Linked DNA regions of Ovis aries: region 2 is linked to region 1. A link is a contact called in public Hi-C data. All regions are on one chromosome and are shown on one strand. The core of a region is the stretch at or near the end of the contact, and the rest is flanking DNA. Distances in the headings are between cores, read along the strand shown. Region 1 holds the start of LOC101113728 (clusterin). Region 2 holds the start of CCDC25 (coiled-coil domain containing 25).

Region 1 (3,351 bases), core at 511-3,010:
TAGCTGTTACTGATAATTAGACTTTTTCAGGAAGATAAAGTGAAGCCTCATGGGAGAAATACTGTTGCAAATTCTGGTTGGATTTTTTTTTTTTTTCTTCTTCCTTCTGGGCTGATGATCTTCTCACACTTGGCATTGCTCCTGGTGACGTTGAAGGGGACCTCAGAGATGATACATTCCAGATTCCTCATTGTCCAAAAGGAAGAAACTTGAGAACTGAGGAGCCCGGATGGGGTGTGGGGGTTAAAATCTTCGGGCTGGCCAAGGTCACCCAGATCCTCAGGATGGAGCTAAGAGCTCCGTCAGAATTCTATGCAACACTCCTCCCCCCTTTTGCTCCCACATACACTTTCTCCCTGTTTTTCACTTGCCTAGAAGCTCCCTCTGTGCTCTGTCCTGAAAAGGGTGGAGTTCTAGTTGCCCCGAACCTTGGGCAACCAGGGACTGGGTCTGAAGCTGTATGTTGAAAGCTGTGAGCAGGAATACTCAGCCCCTTGCCATAGGACTCTCCTCTTTGCCCCTCATCTCGCCGGTTTTCAGTTGGCAAGTGAACCAAACTGTCCCCACCTGCCCTGCACACCCATCTTCACCCAGCCAGGGCGAGAACCACCCTCAAGCCCCTAGGCCTTTCTCTTAGGGCTCAAACATCCTGGACCAGAGTGCCTGACTCGGTTTCTTCCCCACGAAGTATTAATCGCTATGCCTGTGGTGCTTCTGGGTTGGTCCCCTCCCTGCCAGGGGGTGGCATAAGGGCTCCCACCCCTCATCCCCATCAAAGCCCCCTGCCACAGGGAGTCTGTTGGCAAGCTTCCTCCTGCCAGCAGAGGGAACTTGGGGCTGGTGGAGATGAGTGAAGGCTTTTGCAAACAGGATCAGCAGCATAATTTGAGAGGCCCTGGGCACAAGGAAAACGCAGGGCCCCTTGTTCAAACACGATTGAGAATTTCAAGACTTGGACAGTAGCTCATCAAATAATGCGCGGGGCAGCAGGGTACCATGTTCATGAAGCCCACTCGGTTTGGCTGAATCTCAGGTGGATGGGGACAACATTTAGTTAAGGTCCAGGAATCAGAGAGTCAGGGAGGCCTTATGATTTCCCAAACGGATGCTCTGTTCATTCCCAAGAACCTGTTTCTGTTCCTGCCGCCTAGCAGGTCTGCCGTGGGATCACCAGGTCACTGTAGTGGTTTGGGAAGCGGTCATTTCACTCTTTCTGCGTTCCTTCTCTATCACGACATCCCTCTCCATTACAGCCCCGTTATTTCTGATGCTGTTAAATGGAGCCGGAGGAGTGGCGCAAGTGAGAAATTAACGTTCAATCGGGCAGCGGAATTGTGAGTTTTGATTTGGGAGTAGGCACCAGCCTGGGGCGCGGAGCATCCCTCCACTTCTGCGGAGCTGGGGGCTCGCCGTGCACGTTAATTCAGGCTCTTCCCTCCTGGGGGCGCCGTGCCCCAGCTCTGAGCCCCAAGGGTGCGATCCCGCACCCCAACGTCTGTCTCCGCTGGAGCCTTTCGCGGTGCCAAAGCGCCCCCCTGCGCCCCCCGCTGAGTGCTGCACCGGATCTCTCCCCCCCTCCACCCCCAGCCAACTGCCCGCCCCCCGCATCTCAGCACCCCCTCCCGCGCGGGCTTCCAGAAAGCTCCCGGTGCTTTCTACGGCATTCTTTGGGCGTGAGTCATGCAGGTTTGCAGCCAGCCCCAAAGTGGGTGTATACGCAGCGGAGCGCTATAAATACGGGCGCCTCACGGTGCTGTGCACGCGGCGTGGCCAGGAGGAGCGCGCGGGCAGCGGTGACTGGTGAGACGTCCCCACCGTTCCAGTTCCCTACGTGGAGCCCCGCCGCCGGGACGATGAGCGAGGGGGTGGGGGTGGAGGTGGCCGCCAGGCTAGGAGAGGATGATCGCTGGTAGTTACAGGGCTGTCAGAGGGGCGCTTTGAGTGGAGTCGGGAGATCAGGGAAGGCAGGTGACCGGAACCCCATCGCCTGCGAGCCTGGCGGGGTCCGAAAATTGCTGGGGTCGGCGCACAAGCAAGGACTCGGGAGCCCTTTTGCTCATGAACTCCAGTCACAGTTCTGTGGGGGTAAACAGGATAGGTGTAGTGAACCTCTTTTTGTAAAGATGGGGAAATTGACATTTGGAGGACTGCCGCAGACGCTGGAGGCCAGGCTAGTTAGTGGCAGAGCTGGCCCGCTCTGAGAGCCTTCCTGCAGCATTTTCCTTGGAAAGGCGCTGATATCTCCAGGGGTGGCAGTCAGCTTGAGCGCGTGAGTCATCTTGTTTGCTCCCGAATTCTCTAGTTCTCTGGCTAGTGTGTTTATAAGTATGATGTTTTAAGTATACATTGTGTGCGTGCTCCATCGTGTCCGACTCTGGTACCCCATGGACTGTAGCCTGCCAGGCTCCTCTGTCCACGAAATTCTCCAGGCAAGAATACTGGAGTGGGTTGCCATTTTCTCCTTCAGGGGATCTTCCCAACTCAGGGACGGAACCGCATCTCTTGAGTCTCCTGCATTGGCAGGCAGATTCTTCACCACTGAGCCACCTGGAAAAACTCTTTCTCCTTCCTAATGCCCCAGAGTACATCAGAGAAACGTGCCACACAACCTCCATCAGATTTCAGACGTCTGATTCAAAACTGTCACAATTTATAGATGAAAATCTGGAAGAATAAACAGAAAGAAAAGTCTCCAAAGATAAACAGAAAGTAGGTATCACAATTGGGATTAGAACCCAAGTCTTGACCTTCCAGAATTTCTGGACTTACTGAAAAAAAGAAGCTGATTATTACTATTTAAGAGTGAGGTTAAGAATTTAAGAGTAAGTACAAATTCTATAAAAGGATGCTCTTGAGAGTGTTCATTATAATAATAGTCAGAAATTAAAGACAATTTAAATGCTCAGCCTTGTGGGATGGCAAAACAAGGTACACCAGAAAAAAGACTATTACGCAGCCATGAAAGTATGCTTTTAGAGTGTATTTGAAGATAGTAGATGTAAAGGACCCAATTGCACAGAAAAGAGGAAAGATACCGCAGTGCTATTGTTTGCCTCTGGAGGGTGTGAATTACAGGTGAATTGTTTTGTTTTTCATTTAGGTAGAGTTTACTTATTTGGGGAGGGAGTAGGAGGGGAGCTTGGGCTTTGGACCCTGCAGCTTACTCTGCCTGACGGTGTCCTCCCCATGGCTTCTTCTGGGGAAAGGAGGGCCTTTGAGTGGCTTGTTTAATCAGAGCAGTTGGCAACCAGGTGCCTTGGTCTGAAAATGGGAGGGGAGGGGAGTTAGTGCAAAGGGAGGGTAATTTGGCTGCACAGCCGCTGTTCTCATACTGTCTGTTCTTCGGCTAGT
Region 2 (3,351 bases), core at 591-3,090, 140 kb before region 1:
CTGGTGGAAACCACGTCTTCCAGAACCCCTTGCGGCAGCGCCGGGCTCCTTTATTGAGGCCTTACCTAGGTGCATTCTGGGAGTTGTAGTTTTCCGCAGAATGAAGGCGTTCTCTGGTACTCGATATATTCTGAAGTCATTTGCTGTTAAGATTTTTTTTTTTTTTATAGCAGCCTAAGATTCTCAAGTTACTTTTCCCATTTGGAGCTATAATGTTGGTGATCAGTCGCTAAGTCGTATCCGACTCTTGCGACCCGATGGACTGTAGCCTGCCAGGCTCCTCTGTCCATGGGATTCTCCAGGCAAGAATACTGGAGTGGCTTGTCATTTCCTTCTCCAGGGGATCTTCCCGACCCAGGAACCCAACCCAGGTCTCCTTCATTGCAGGCAGATTCTTTACCGACTGAGCTACGGTTACTTTTTTTTTTTTTTTTCCTAGTGATGTTAGGGGAAGCAATTAAAATTTTTTTTTCAAGTTAAATAAATTAAATCACGCCAGTAACATCTACGTGCCAGGTATTCATGCACGTTTTAGTGTTTTATTTCATTCACCACAGTCTATGGGATATGTACCATCGTTCCCATTGTATAGAGAATAAAACTGAGGGCCTGAAAACAATTACTATTCATAGGACAATGTATATTCTTCCTTCGGAAAGCCCAGAAGTTCCTAAAGCTCTCGTTTGTTATTAGCTACTGTTATGTTTGTGTACCACCTCCTAGTACACTCTCTGGGCACATTTCTTAGTTCTAAAAAAATTTAGTTCAGTGATGCGCTTAACTTCACATAATAAGATAATATAAATAATCAGGTTAAAGCGAAGTGCTGTTGGGAACTGAGTCAGATCATTCCCACTTTACAGCCGGAAGATTTGAGGTTCCCTCAGCCTCGTAGGTAACAGATGGCAGATCTTGGATTTAAAGGTAGAACAGTACGAGCCCAAACGCAGAGAGGCATACTGCCTCCGGTGAAACTAACTTTAATTCTAGATTGTTCACCACGTCCTAAACCTTTTACACCTATTAATTTACTTAACCTTGGCAAAATAACCTGTGAATTAACCGCTCCATTCATCCTCATTTTGCTGCGAAGTGCAGCAACCGAAAGTGCCCAACAAGTGATGGAGCTAGAATGAGAATAGTGGAGGAACTTAGGTTCATTCAAATTTTAATGAGCTTCTAGACTAAGCTCCGGAGAAGGCGATGGCACCCCACTGCAGTACTCTAGCTTGGAAAATCCCATGGACAGAGGAGCCTGGTAGGCTGCAGTCCATGGGGTCACAAAGAGTCGGACACCACTGAGTGACTTCACTTTCACTTTTCACTTTCATGCACTGGAGAAGGAAATGGCAACCCACTCCAGTGTTCTTGCCTGGAGAATCCCAGGGACGGCGGAGCCTGGTGGGCTGCTGTCTATGGGGTCGCACACAGTCGGACACGACTGAAGCGACTTAGCAGCAGCAGCAGCATACTAAGTTCCAAGCACCGTGATTAGTTCAGTGAAAGCGTAGCCGTGAAGAAGGCACAAGGTTTCTACTTTCAGGGAGCCCAGATGCGAGTGAAAAGCGGCAAATGAAACCAACTTGATAGCCCACAGGGTGGAGGTTCTAAAAATAAAGCCAGGCTGTGGCATTTTTCTCTTAAGATAGTTCCCCGCATCGTTTTCCACCCACTAAATCCTCCTGCCTCCATCCTCTCTCCTTTGACCCCCAAATGAGCTCCAAGCGCGCCGACACCGCCTCCTCAGCAGAATTGAAGATGGCGCTGGCGACAGGCGTTATGATGCGACCCGACGTCAGCCGGAAGTGCGTGAGCAGTTCCGGGGAACGCGGCCTCCGCGCTTCCGGTATCCTGAGCTTCCAGGTTTGAGTACTGCTGCTGGGCGCTGTAGTTGTCCCACCGCCGCTGGGATCATGGTGTTCTACTTCACCAGTAGTAGCGGTGAGTGGTCGCCGAGACCTTCCGGGTCCCTATGTTGACTGTGGGGCTCCGAAGCCGAGACCTCGAGGCCACCGCTAGCCTGGTCCTTAAGTGCCTTCTCGGCAGTGGGTGCCTCTTCCTTCGTCCTGATGGTCTCTCCACCGTGTCCGTCCCAGTCCTCCCAGTGTGCCTGCTCTTCAGTGCCTGGTTTGGGGAGAGGGGAGCGTAGAGGGACCATCCCCAGTGCTCTCTTTGCCTCCTGTCGGTCTTCTTTTCCCTCAATTAGAAAGACCTGTCGCTACCTGGAATCAGGCAGTTTGTGGACTTATTCACACTACATCGTGAAGTCTTCTCTTCCCCACCCACCCCCGTAACATTTAATCTTGCTGCTCTCTGGTAAGAAAGGAGACACCTGCCAACAACTCTGCCTTACAGAAAGTGCGCCTTACCCTTCCAGGAAAGGGTTATTGGGTTTGGATGCTACCGAAAGACTCTGGAGTGGCGAGACATACACTCACTGGGCAGAGTTAATGTCCCAGATTTTGAAAAGTGACATGATAGTTTCTCATTTGTCTTTGGCAGGCAAGAAAAGGGTGTGTTTAGTCCCCAGGAACTGCAGTGTCTTCGTTTCTCTACTTATATTTTTCTCTTTGCCTTAAATGAACCCCCCAGTTAGCTGCTCCTCCCCAGAGACGGCCCTCGCCTATCTTTTACAAATGCCTTTTTTCTTTCCTTGTTCCCACCCCAGGATTGCTTAGGTATATCTCTTGGGGGAATCCCCTTAACACAATATATATGTTCAGCATTGCACGTATCATTTGATGTTAAACTTTTGTCTGCTTGAGATAGAGTGTAAGCCCGTTGAGGGCAGGTACAGGCTCTCCTTGATCCGCTAGCATAGTGCCTGACTCTTAATAAGAACTCAGTAAATACTTACTGAATAAACGAATGCTATTTTTTTACTTCTAGCACACTCTATTCTATTGCTACTCTCTGCCTACTTGTTAAAGGTGAGATTTAAGTGAAACCAATAATAGTGGTTATGTGGGTTTGAACAGGGTGGCACTTGCTCTTTAGAGATGAGAAAGTTGAAGCCCAGGAAAGTTGTAACTCAGAGCCCTCCTCTGCTACTCCATCACACTGTCACATCTCATTTTTCTCAATGGTTTAGGCTTCCACAGTGTGCTGTAAGCCATTTCTCTGTTTCTGTGGGCTTAGTTTTTTCTTATCCATATTATTAAAATTACTAGAAACAAAATTCAAACTAGCCTGAAAAATCATTCTAAGCTCCTAATTGCATTTTTATCTGCTGTCTGTCCTGTTCTGCCCCTCTGTCATAATATAACAGAAGCATCTTTTTGTAGCTTCTCCACTCAGGAGAGTCCTTGACAACATAGTTATCCATACAAGTCCAACAATGGAATGACAAAT

The links. A called contact is a pair of places that touch in the nucleus more often than the background predicts.
Region 2: a Hi-C map of tail adipose tissue shows a contact between it and region 1, with 4 times the contacts expected there. The contact joins the promoter of CCDC25 here to the promoter of LOC101113728 in region 1. A contact is called at or near these places in 9 of 16 Hi-C or Micro-C datasets (hypothalamus, liver, mixed tissues and 5 more).

What each region holds. Positions count from the first base shown.
Region 1 is chr2:102,032,538-102,035,888 of ARS-UI_Ramb_v3.0, reverse strand. It overlaps LOC101113728 (clusterin), which reads left to right and starts at 1,760. Exons shown (of 11, transcript XM_060411033.1): 1 at 1,760-1,800; 2 at 2,582-2,709; 3 at 3,351.
Region 2 is chr2:102,173,591-102,176,941 of ARS-UI_Ramb_v3.0, reverse strand. It overlaps CCDC25 (coiled-coil domain containing 25), which reads left to right and starts at 1,840. Exons shown (of 8, transcript XM_060409534.1): 1 at 1,840-1,941. The coding sequence starts at 1,914. ESCO2 (establishment of sister chromatid cohesion N-acetyltransferase 2) reads right to left here and starts at 1,772. Exons shown (of 11, transcript XM_004004434.5): 1 at 1-1,772. The coding sequence starts at 75.